Linked DNA regions of Arabidopsis thaliana: region 2 is linked to region 1. Evidence: chromatin contacts called from public targeted proximity ligation data. All regions are on one chromosome and are shown on one strand. The core of a region is the stretch at or near the end of the contact, and the rest is flanking DNA. Distances in the headings are between cores, read along the strand shown. Region 1 holds the start of AT1G34300 (lectin protein kinase family protein). Region 2 holds the start of AT1G34360 (translation initiation factor 3 (IF-3) family protein).

Region 1 (6,568 bases), core at 1,137-3,636:
GATTTTTTTAGGTTTTTTATGCAATATTAATTGGTTGTAATTGATGAATATGAAACTTCAAGATAAATAATTAAATATCATTGGTTTAGAATTATAAAAATATGTAAATCAAAAAAATATTACATTTATAATCAGTTTTTAATACGTTTTATTAATATGTGTATTTTTTCTAGAAAATCAAGAATTAAGAAACAAAGAGAGTAATAAACTATAGGTGAACTACTTCAAAATTGCAAAGTAACATACTTTTACTCATGAAAAAACTACTCTTGTTTTTTCTTTTGTTACTATAATTAAAAAAATCACACTATAGTTTTTATGATGGATGAGAAGAAAATAGTCCAAACCACAAAGTGTTTACCACTATATTATTTTTTCTTGTTTTTCTTTAATCTTCATAATTGCTCCACTTTTACTAGAATTAAAAAAAAAACTAACTAAGATTAAAAACATAATCAAATAAGTTCTTCAACATTTCAACACTTTTATTTAATATTTTAAATTTTTATATACTTGTATATTTTACCAAAAAAATTTCATATTTTTTTCATACTTAATTCATCAAGTGATATAGAAACAAAATTAAACGTCAAATTTGAGTTAATTTAAAAATTCTACTTTTGGTAAATACAAATAATTTTACTTTGCAATGTTAAAGTATAATAATTTTGTTTTAAGTAAATAAGTGGCAAAACAAATTTTGTAAATGAAGAATCTATTTCTTTACTCAAATCCATACTATTGATTTAGAAATAAAAGCAATTCATACAACTGAATAGAAATTATGTCATCAAAAATTATTTTGTCCTTACAAAACAGGAATATAATACTAGTATTTTATAAATTTACATTAGTAAGCACCACTTTTCTTCCTCGAACTCAATAATCCAAATGAGACACTTTCAAAACTTCATCTATTCCTTTGTAAATTAACTTTTAACACTGTTTCTAAACTTGCGTGTCATCTTCTCGATATTGTCAAGAAAAGTTATCATGTTAGATTCACTATACCCAAAAAGTTTCCATTATTCTTCTAAGAAAATCATCTCTTCAATATTTTTTTCTTCCTCTTTCATGGGTATCAATAGTTTCATTTCTACATAGTTTTACTCCTATCTTTATCTTGTCAGTCATGATTAAAATATAATAAAAATAAATTTCATGTTGGTTTTTGTCGAAAATAGTATTTATCCAAGCATTATCGCCATCACTTGTCAACATAAATTTTTTACATGGATCGTTAATTTATAAAATAAATAAAAAAAAATATAATAATCTCTTGTTAAAAAATTAGACATCACGTTTCTTAGTTTTCTCTATTGCTCATTTTTGATCTATTACATGGATGATAATCAACATTTAGTCTAACAAGAGGATCTTATTCATTGCCATTTATTCCTAATTTACCATCAATTACAATTCTATTACCACCAATCATCTATCCAGAAATCGAAACATTCGTATAAAAATAACTAAAAAACCTTAAAAATCTAATATTTAAAACAAAACAAATGTCAATTGAGAAAACTCCAAAACGGATGGGAAAACAGATTTTAATAACAAACAATTCCATTTTAATACAACTAAAACCATATTATATACACTACAATCTTATCTCATTCTTTATTATGAAAACCTGTTTTAAAACAAAATAAATATAATACACAATTTTACCCAACTAAAAAACAATATTTGAACATAATATGACATTTTCAACTTTATACTATAATATTCTTTTACTTCAAAAAACAAAAACATTACATCTGTAATGTAACACAGATTATAATCTAGTTTATGTGTAAAATTTTAAATATAACTAAAAACAATTAAAAAAATAATAATATTAAATGTATATATAGAGTAGAACATATATTCACATTCTAAAATTATAATTCTTCTGTTTCATATTAGTTGTAGTTTAAGATTTTTACACACATATTAAGAAATTATAAAACTATCATTTAATCTACATCTTTTATATAAAAACATTATTTATTATAATCAATTCAACCAATAAAAAAATATATAATTAAAATAGAATTAATTAGAAAATATTAAATATATTTATTTATTTGTATAGAAAGTTAAAAACAATAGAAATAGAGGGAGTAGTATTTATGATTCGCTCCGTTTTTATCGAATAATTAGTATTGCTATTTAGAATTAGGATTATCTAGATTTTTCAAACTGAAATGGATAAAAGAATTCAAGTACAATCTGATTATTATTTTCAAATCCCAGATGCACTCTTTCGACAATTAAGTTTTTTTTTATTATTATTGTGTAAAATCTAAAATTAAGTTAAACGAAGATTTTTTAAAATTCTCTCGTAGTTCATAATGGAGACGCTCATTTAAAATTGTCAACTTTGACGACTAATTACAATATCTAAGAGTAATTAATTAAAGAGAAAAAGAGTCTTCATTGATAACAGAAGAGAGAGAGAAGAAGAAGAAGAAGCTTCACAATCGTAACAATGGCGGTGAAGACGCCATTTCTCAAACTTCTCCCTCTTCTTCTCCTTCTCCTCCACTTCCCTTTCTCATTCTCTACCATACCTCTCGGCTCCGTTATTTACGCCTCCGGTTCCAACCAGAACTGGCCATCTCCCAATTCCACTTTCTCCGTCTCCTTTGTTCCATCTCCTTCCCCTAACTCCTTCCTCGCCGCCGTCTCTTTCGCTGGAAGCGTTCCGATATGGTCAGCAGGAACCGTTGACTCACGAGGATCTCTTCGTCTTCACACCTCCGGCTCTCTCCGTCTCACCAACGGCTCCGGAACCACCGTCTGGGACTCTAAAACCGATCGTCTCGGTGTTACTTCCGGTTCGATTGAAGATACCGGTGAATTCATCCTCCTCAATAACCGAAGCGTCCCGGTTTGGTCTTCCTTCGATAATCCGACGGATACAATCGTCCAATCGCAGAATTTCACCGCCGGTAAGATTCTCCGATCTGGTCTTTACTCGTTTCAGTTAGAGAGAAGTGGGAATCTTACTCTTAGGTGGAACACTAGCGCGATTTACTGGAACCATGGACTTAATTCTTCGTTTAGCTCGAATCTATCGTCTCCTAGATTAAGTTTACAGACTAATGGAGTTGTTTCGATCTTCGAATCAAATCTTCTTGGAGGAGCTGAAATCGTTTATAGTGGCGATTACGGTGATAGCAATACGTTTAGGTTCTTGAAGTTAGATGATGATGGGAATTTGAGAATCTACAGTTCTGCTAGTAGAAACAGTGGACCTGTGAATGCTCATTGGTCTGCTGTTGATCAGTGTCTTGTTTATGGATATTGTGGAAACTTTGGGATTTGTAGTTACAATGATACTAATCCGATTTGTTCGTGTCCGTCTCGTAACTTTGATTTTGTTGATGTGAATGATAGAAGAAAGGGATGTAAAAGGAAAGTGGAGCTAAGTGATTGCTCTGGCAATACAACCATGCTTGATTTGGTTCATACGAGGTTGTTTACTTATGAAGACGATCCGAACTCGGAGAGTTTCTTTGCGGGTAGTTCGCCTTGTAGAGCTAATTGTCTTAGTAGTGTTTTGTGTCTTGCTTCTGTTTCCATGTCTGATGGGTCTGGAAATTGTTGGCAGAAACATCCTGGTTCCTTCTTTACTGGGTACCAGTGGCCATCGGTTCCGAGTACTTCTTATGTTAAAGTGTGTGGTCCAGTGGTGGCTAACACACTCGAAAGAGCAACAAAAGGCGACGATAACAACTCGAAAGTGCATTTGTGGATTGTCGCGGTTGCTGTAATAGCTGGGCTTCTTGGTTTGGTTGCAGTAGAGATAGGTCTCTGGTGGTGTTGCTGTAGAAAGAATCCTCGGTTTGGAACTTTGTCGTCTCACTACACTTTGCTTGAGTACGCTTCTGGTGCACCTGTGCAGTTTACTTATAAGGAGCTGCAGCGTTGCACCAAAAGTTTCAAAGAGAAGCTTGGAGCTGGAGGGTTTGGAACTGTGTATAGAGGCGTGCTCACTAATAGAACCGTGGTTGCAGTGAAGCAACTTGAAGGAATAGAGCAAGGAGAGAAGCAGTTTAGAATGGAGGTTGCTACCATTAGCAGCACACACCATCTGAATCTAGTCAGACTGATTGGATTTTGCTCCCAGGGAAGACATAGGCTTCTCGTCTATGAGTTCATGAGAAATGGATCTCTCGATAACTTCCTGTTTACTACTGATTCAGCGAAGTTCTTGACTTGGGAGTATCGGTTTAACATTGCCCTTGGGACGGCTAAGGGAATAACTTACCTCCACGAGGAGTGCCGCGACTGCATTGTACACTGCGACATTAAACCGGAGAACATTCTCGTAGATGACAATTTTGCTGCCAAAGTCTCGGACTTTGGACTTGCCAAACTCTTGAACCCAAAAGACAACAGATACAACATGAGCAGTGTTAGAGGAACAAGAGGCTATTTAGCTCCTGAATGGCTCGCAAATCTTCCCATAACCTCAAAATCGGATGTCTATAGCTATGGAATGGTCCTACTAGAGCTAGTTAGCGGTAAAAGAAACTTTGATGTCTCGGAGAAAACGAACCACAAGAAATTCTCGATCTGGGCATACGAGGAGTTTGAAAAGGGCAACACCAAGGCGATCCTAGACACACGTTTAAGCGAAGATCAAACTGTTGATATGGAACAAGTGATGAGAATGGTTAAGACAAGCTTCTGGTGCATACAAGAGCAGCCATTGCAGAGACCGACAATGGGGAAAGTGGTTCAAATGCTAGAAGGAATCACAGAGATAAAGAACCCACTATGTCCAAAGACCATAAGTGAAGTATCGTTTTCAGGGAACAGTATGAGCACGAGCCATGCATCTATGTTTGTTGCTTCGGGTCCGACTCGTTCATCTTCTTTTTCTGCTACACGATCGTTTCAGACAATGGGGATCACATCGTCTGGACCAGCTTCCACAAGGATCAGTGAAGGCTCTATGCTTGGATCTTAAAAGTGTTGTATTGTGATTACTAATGTCTAGGTTGTTTTGATTTACTTATTTGCATACGTTATAATTGTATAGGAACACTTCAAAGCTATATCTACTTACTATTTATCTGAGATAAATTATATACGCATATTCAAAGTTGTGGAATGGTTTTAAGAAGTTCCACAAGTTTTAATATGACATTTCTAGGAATTTAGACCTTCAAGGTAAAATTGCATATACTATAATGTTATTATTATCATTCTCGGGGTTGAAACAAATTTAAGATCTCAATTTCTTCCAATATTGTTGCGTGTACGTCGTCTCATGCGAGCTTAAGAAACTCGTCGTGGGAAGAAAAATAAAAGCAAAAGCTGCCACATTTCTTAACTCAAAAATTCATTTGTGTGATTTTTATTTGGTTATATGTACATTAACTTTGTTTGTAACGTTTTTTTCATATAACTTTTGTCCACGGAATTAAGTATTAAGCAATTTGTAAAACTTATTATTTGAAAAAGATAAACATCTTTTCTAATAGCAGTTAAAAGATTATAGAGACATTTAAAACAAGAAAAACGTTAGAATCACAAAAACGGCGTCATATTCAAAGTAAATAAATTTCGATCCTCACGAAGACATTTATTTGTCAAAGTTGGTTTATCTCACCTGGTTAGTTTGATCATCAAACTCCAACACCTATGTTAATTTATATATATCTCATAATTATTAGTCACCCACATATTTTCAATAAACATTTATATATCTTATCAATATAATTGTCAGGTGCCTTTTTTTGTTCTTTGTATAAAGAAGAGTGTGGGGGCAATAATTATTAATTAGTTACAAAAATTATATATTGGAATGTGGAATCAAAATATTCATGATGAATTGCGATGGAGACAGAAGAATAACTCAAAAGACAAAAATTTGAACAATGTGGATTTCATGAATCATTTAATTGGTTCAAAAGAGAGGCAAAATTCTTCCGACCAATCTTACCATTACATTAGCAGTTTTTTGGGTTAACAATTAAGTTAGCAGTTAAATAAGTAACCTAATATTTAGCTCATCATTGAAAAATTAAAAAAATATTAGAAAATTAACTATCTTACTAGATTTTAACCCGCGATACACTTTAACCCTCGGTACACTTTAACATGCGGTACATTGCAAAACTATTTTCTTTTTAAAATAAACGTTTAAGTTGTTTAATAAAATATGTTTAATAAGATATGATTTAATGTTTTGTATTTTCTAAATGTACAACTCTTATATTTATATATTTTTAGTGTACAATTACTATGTTTAATTTTCTATTTTAGAAGTATAAGAACAATAACATACAATTCATTAAGTTAAAATCTAGATTATAACTAAATAATTTAGACTTAAATTATATTTATTTTGAATATTGTTTGTTCTGTTTAGATTCAACAACAAACATATATTCCAATCATTTATAGCTTTATCTTTTATGTAATAAATAAGTTATGGCCATCGCATCCCATTTATTTAAATAAATACTAAATGATACTAATAATTATTTTCCTACATCAGCAAATTATTTTTGTTTTTAAGCTTCTTATCTTTGACTATGTTATAAACTACAATATAAAGCTATTA
Region 2 (6,568 bases), core at 1,021-3,520, 39 kb after region 1:
ATAATATTTCTAGGGGCATTCGTTCCTCTTCTGTAAGTCATTATGATTTTCCTCTATTGAGTCTTTGTGCAGTTCTTATACTAACAATTAGTTTACTGTGTTTTAGAATCTTTCTGATGCAAAGAGCAAGATGAAGTGGACCATTGTTTTGGATACTTCTTCACTCCTCGACAAAGAGTCTAGGAAGCCACTGCAGTTACTACAAGGTCTCAAGGGGACACATCTGGTCGTACCAAGAACTGGTAAAAACCCTACAAACCTTAAATAGTTTCAATCTTCACTTAAAGCTCTAAATACAAACCATAGAGTCATTTTCTTTTTATAAAAGATAAGGCTGTAAATGAATCTGTCACATAGATTTGGAAGACTTTTTCTGTGATAACATAAGTTCTAGTCTTAGGATGCCAAGAACCCATTTTTGCAGACCAAATCTATCAGAACCAATTTTTGTTAGGATGACAATCTTTTACCCTTATAAACATGACGCACCTTTGGTTTCATTGATCAGTGTTAAGGGAACTAAATGAGGTGAAGCGCAGTCGCAGTTTTCTCTTTAGAAGAAGAACAGAGATTGCTTCTTCAGCTCTGGACTGGATCGAAGAATGTAAGGTTAATTCAAAATGGTGGATTCAAGTCCAGAGTCCAACAGAAGAAACCAAAGCAATTGCACCAACCCCACCAGTCACTCCCCAGTCAAATGGCTCATCGGCATTCCCCTTTTCACTTCACTGGAACAACTATGCACCAGAGATTGATTCTCCGACATCAGAAGATCAAGTTCTCGAATGTGCTCTTCTTTATCGAAACCGTAACCGTGACGAAAAACTCGTTCTTCTTAGCAACGATGTAACTCTCAAGATCAAAGCCATGGCAGAGGTAATTTACAAGATTCTTTATTTTGAAACTAAGCACAATGTGTAGCGTGATAAATAACGCTTTTGTTTGGATTCTAGGGTGTGATTTGCGAGACACCACATGAGTTCTATGAAAGTCTGGTTAATCCGTTCTCGGAGAGGTTTATGTGGACAGAGAGCACGGCAAGAGGACGAACTTGGAGTCATCTGGACAATGACGTGTTGAGAGAAAGGTACAACGACCGAGCTTGTAGAAGAAAGTCAACGTACAATAGAGGAGAGAGTGGTGCAGCTGCAAAAGGCTTGAAACTCATATTGCTCCATAACTCTCACTATGGCCACACTCATTGATGATGTATCATCATCATCTATCACCATGGCCATGTTTAATGATGATGCATCATCTATCATGTTCCTTCTTTCCAAGTAAGCCAAATAAATTCTACTCGCTTACACATGGTTACAGGGAATAATGTTTTTAGAATGAATGACATTTCCATAATGTTGCTTCTATCATGACCTTTATTATTTTTCGATAGTGGAATTACATGTCTTTCAACGGTAGGGATCGTCACTTTACGAAATTAGAATATCGGATTAATCGCTAAGCTTAGGTATCGACCACATAATTTGCCAACGTAATTACCGGTTTAGTAACTCTGTTCGTGGTGTGGTAATGAATTCTATGGAAGAGCGAGCAAAAGTTTCTTCTCAGATGGCCACAAGATCTGAGTTGAACCAATGTAGTTGATAAGAATTTGTCCCAAGTTTCTGTCCAATCAACATCATAGAGAATACATGCAAAGCAATGGTGTGTTGTTGTTATAAAAAAAAATCACAATCACGAGTACCATAGTAACGCATGATATGATTGATCTTGCCAACGCGAATCATGATATTGTAGGCTTGTGCAGTTGTGCATATCTCTCAACAAATTCTGTTATTACAGGCTGAGGTTAAGAAAAAACTAACCCAAATTCTGTTATTCTAATGGGTTTTGGAGAATTGGGGTAAGTTTGGAAAGAACTAACCCAAGTTCAATCAACCTTACAAACAAAATTGTATATGTGTGGGAAGTATAGATTTGGGCCAAAAGCCCAAACAGTTTAACATGTAGTTAGTAAAAGATGATCTGGTTATCCCTGAGATTTGTTAATCAACGTTGGTCAACACTGAAATTAATGAACCGGTTAACCTGAGATTTTATGTTTATGATGTTGACCACATGATGTTATATACTTCGAATTTGTGGTCACGCAATCAATATATATTAGGTAGTTTTTTTTTTTTGGGACATATATATTAGGTAGTTAAATGTGTTTTAGTTTACTTTCTTAAGATTTTTTTTCCAAAATAAAATAAAAAGAGTATGACAAATCTTTTTCTTTCTTTTAGAAATATCTTGTTTTATGGAAAGCCCAACAAAGCCCAACAGCTTTTGTCTTCGGACCAGTTAATCGCAAGTTCGCAACGATCAGACGTTGAACCCTTCCACTAATCGCCGCCGTTGAAACTCCGTTCACCTCTGTATTGATAACAAAATCGAAGCTTTCTTTAGTCGCACTTCCGATTCCCAATTGGGGAATCTCTTGTCCGATTGGGTTCTATGGCTATATGGCGTATAATCAATCGTTCGTATCTCAAATACGCATCAAACCAATTAACCAGAAACTACTACACTCAAGTTTGTCTTGCTTCTTCTACTCATGTCGTAAAACAGACAACAAAGTTGTCTTCTTTTGACATCCCAAATTCAGATATATGTACAAGACCTTCTAATATCTTCCAAAATCTCAGATTCCTTGCTACTTCAGCTCAGGTATTACTCTCTTTGTTTTGATAAAAAGTTTCGTTTTTTTCTTTCAGCTCTGTTTTCTTCTTCTTTTGGTAGCTATGCAATTTCGTAACTTTCAGTACTTTGGTTGCAATTGTGGGGTTGTTGCCTTTTAGATTGCATTAGATGATAAGTATGGAAGATCTGGAACCCTGCAAGATTTTTGTGTTATGTTGTTGAATTCAACGACTTTAGATGTGTCCATGTTATAGTTACGGTGTATATGCATTTTAGATCATGTTTGAATTGTTTAGTTGTGTGATGTTTTTGGGCTAATGGATGTTAGTGAGTGAGCATTGTTTGGTTCAGAGCTGTTATAGTGTCGTATGTGTACTATGATCCTGCTGTCAAAGTTGGTCATAAATTTGTATATCCATGTTCTTGTTCAAGACAAGGAAGAAGGAAGCGGAAGTTGACTCTGATGGTCCACGTCTCAATGAGAAGATTACTGGCGACTATGTTAGATTGGTTTCCGAGGAAGGTAATATATTATTCCAAGTCTTTTTCTCTTTTGGTGTGTGGAAAGTCTTAGATTGTACAAAATAAAGAAAGAGTATAAGAAGAGAGATCCTATTGTTGGTGTTTTCGGTTAAGTATCTTTAGGTGGAGTCAGTTAAAAATTCCTTTGTTTTTGTAGATTTTACTTAAGAGGTGTGGAGTCCAAAGTACAGCTTAAGAATTCATTAGGAAAGTAAAAGAGTTTAGAAGATTTTTATAATCAGGAATGTGTGATATCGTTTTGTCGTTATGCAGGACACTGTGTTGTATCGTTGAGAGAAGCTCTCAGACGGGCTAAGGAGCTTCAGTGTGACTTAGTTGAGGTAACTTTAAACATGAGTCATTCAAGAAGTTGTGTCTAATGATTGCAACTGGAGATCTTTGGTAAAATTGTCTTGATTTGTATGTATAATTTTCATGGTACCAAATTTGTATCCTTGTAATCCATGCGTCTCCTTTTCTTAAAGAAATGTGGTACTCCCATTGTGTAATGCTGAACTATAGCTCTTCTGTTTTTTTTGTCTTTAGACAACTGTGCACCTAATGATAGTTCTCATGAGGTCTATCTCGTTATATATTTCTAAATCTGTGTAGGTCCAAAGAGATGCTAAGCCACCTGTGTGTAAAATTGTGAAATACTCATTGGAGCTGTACAAAAAAGCTAAAGTAGGAAAAGAGCGTGCTAAGGCCAAGGTCGGTGATATGGCCTATCCATTCTTTGAATTCTCATGTTTGTTTGTACGAAAATTTTAGTTGTATTTGTGTCCTGAGTTTATGTTTTTACCTTGTTGTAGCGGGCTGAAGCTATTCGACCTGATATCAAGGAAATTCGATTTACTCCAAAAATTGTATGCTTCTCTAGAAACGCTTTACCCTATCTATTTCTTCTTCTTCTTCTTATCTCTGTGGTAATGAAAATACTACAATGACAATTTTTCTTTCACTTACTTTTTTTTCTTCAGGAGGCCAAGGACCTAAAGTTTAAATCTGATCAAGCATTGAAGCTGATGGAAAGTGGATATCGTGTAAAGGTAGTAATTTTCTTAGTCACTGGACCTCTTCATACTGCTTTCTCATAGACTTTCGTGGGAAACTCCTGAAAAAAGTGATTATTTTGCGATTATAGCTGTTCTGAATGCTTTGGTGTAAAACAAAGCCCCAGACATATCGACGCAATGCTCTCTTTTTTAATACTTGATTTGAGGTGAATTCCATGGTGAGCAACTTTTTAATTGTCTCGCTCTTTCTTTTCTTTGTGTAACAGTGCCTTGCAGTGCCTGACAAGGACAAGCATAAGGAACTTGAACCAGAAAAGCTGCTTGAGTTACTATTTCGCTTCACTTGTTTTGTAAGTCTTATGACTTCTTCTATTCGCAATTGTTTCCTAGTTTTATCGTCCTTGCTTTGGTTCATAATTATATTTGTACAGATTGGGGATGCACTTGTGGAATCTTGGCCTGAGGCGGATAGAAAAGGCGCAGTTGTTATAGTTAGACACGCCAAGTTTGGTCCACCCAAGAAAGGAGGGGTGAAATTAATGAAGGATATTGACATAAAATCTGCAAGAGTGAAAGAAGAATCACCAAAGCCTGATAGCTCGAAGGCGGGAGTGGCTACTGTTGATGATCAGGAAGATATAGAGAAGTCTGAACCTAGGTTCAGTGTTGAGCAGGCTCAACCAGTTAAATTCCAGAACGCATACGCAAAAAGAGAACCTAGCAGTGAGTTTTCAGGAGGTAGAGATGCAAGCCGGTTTGAACCTCAGTCTCCAAACCAGCATGTAAACCCACAACGTCCTCGGTTCTCAAACCAAGCTCCAAACCAACAACCTACCGGGCGGTTTGATCCTCAGTCACCAAATCAGCCTCCAAGTGCACCAAGGCCTCAGTTCCCAAACCAACAACCTACAGGGCGGTTTGATCCTCAGTTTCCAAGCCAGCCTCCAAGGCCTCAGTTCCCAAACCAAGCTCCAAACCAACAATCTACAGGGCGGTTTAATCCTCAGTTTCCAAACCAGCGTCCAAGTCCACCACAGTCTCGGTTCCCAGACCAAGCTCCAAATCAGCAACCCTCTGGGCCATCTCCAAATCGCCACCCAGACCGGCAAGGTCCTCCACCTCGATTTCAAAACCAAGCTCCGAATCAACAACCTACCGGCCGGTTTGAACCTCAACCACCAAACCCGCCCCGAGCTCCACCACGACCACAAACCCGGTTGCCAAACGAAACTTCAAACGAACAACCTACGGCCCCTGGAAGGTCTAGTGGCCCGGCTTCAGGTTATGGAATTTTCAGCACCCCAAAAACGAAGTAAAACAACCAATTTTTTTAACCCGTAGAGTTGCAAAATTTTGTGATACTTTTCTTGGGAGATTTGTTGATGGCTCATTATTTTATATGTAACTAATAATAGTCCAATGCATACACATACTTGTAACCATTATTCATATTTTGTTTGGTCACAACCACTCTATAATCTATGAACGACAAGATTACAAGTAGGTTCATCAATCTTAAGTTAAAGATGGTTTAGGGAGTGAAATCAATCAAACTTTTTAAATGATTTCAGTTTTCTTTTGTTGATTTTGATGATTATAGTTTTTTCGTCGTGTGTCAAATATCGGTTTAGTTTGAATAGTTTTGATTTGCGGTTTGCGAAACGGCAAATGAGTTTTATGAGAGTCTGGTAAATCCGATCTCGGAGAGGTTTATTTGGACATAGACTGCCGCTAGAGGACGGACTTGGAGTCTTCGAGTTGAGAGAAAGGTGGCTTGAAGGAAAAACTCAAAGTACAATGGAAGAGGAAGATGAGAGCTAGATTGGTGCAGCTGCAAAAGACTTGAAACTCATATTGCTACATAACTCTCACTATGGTCACATATACATTGATGATGCATCATCAGCAACCATCACTATGGCTACATATAATGATGATTTATCATTATCATCCATCACTATAGCCACATCAATCCATTATGCATCATGTTCCTTCTTTCCAAGAAAGCCAAATCAAATCAACTAGCTTACTTACACATGGTAACATGGAATAATGTTTTTAGAATGAATGACATTTTCATTATGTGACTATTATTATAAATCTTTGATTTCTTTTGTTGTCCGAATTGCATATGTCTTCCAACGATAGGGATCGTCACTTTCACTAAATTTAGAATATTGAGTAAATGCTTAAATATAGACCACACAATTCGCGAACGTGCTTTGAAATAATCACCTTGTTACTGTTGTTGTGGTATTGTAAATGACTCTTCAAAACATAAAAATCATTGTTTAAAAGGGATTGTTCTTTATTATAATGCTACACTTCTTCACTATGCAACATCTTACACATATTCCACCCATACTCGATGTATTTGCGACACG

Evidence for each region.
Region 2: a targeted proximity ligation map of shoot shows a contact between it and region 1, with 10 read pairs. A contact is called at or near these places in 1 of 26 Hi-C or Micro-C datasets (root) and 1 of 2 datasets of targeted methods (shoot).

The regions. Positions count from the first base shown.
Region 1 is chr1:12,500,974-12,507,541 of TAIR10.1, forward strand. It overlaps AT1G34300 (lectin protein kinase family protein), which reads left to right and starts at 2,387. Exons shown (of 1, transcript NM_103152.4): 1 at 2,387-5,199. The coding sequence starts at 2,477. The coding sequence ends at 4,966.
Region 2 is chr1:12,540,526-12,547,093 of TAIR10.1, forward strand. It overlaps AT1G34360 (translation initiation factor 3 (IF-3) family protein), which reads left to right and starts at 2,271. Exons shown (of 8, transcript NM_103159.4): 1 at 2,271-2,673; 2 at 3,079-3,169; 3 at 3,442-3,509; 4 at 3,781-3,879; 5 at 3,981-4,034; 6 at 4,149-4,217; 7 at 4,451-4,534; 8 at 4,616-5,719. The coding sequence starts at 2,461. The coding sequence ends at 5,500. It overlaps PS1 (forkhead-associated (FHA) domain-containing protein), which reads left to right. Exons shown (of 7, transcript NM_103158.3): 4 at 1-32; 5 at 107-242; 6 at 509-876; 7 at 954-1,413. The coding sequence ends at 1,205.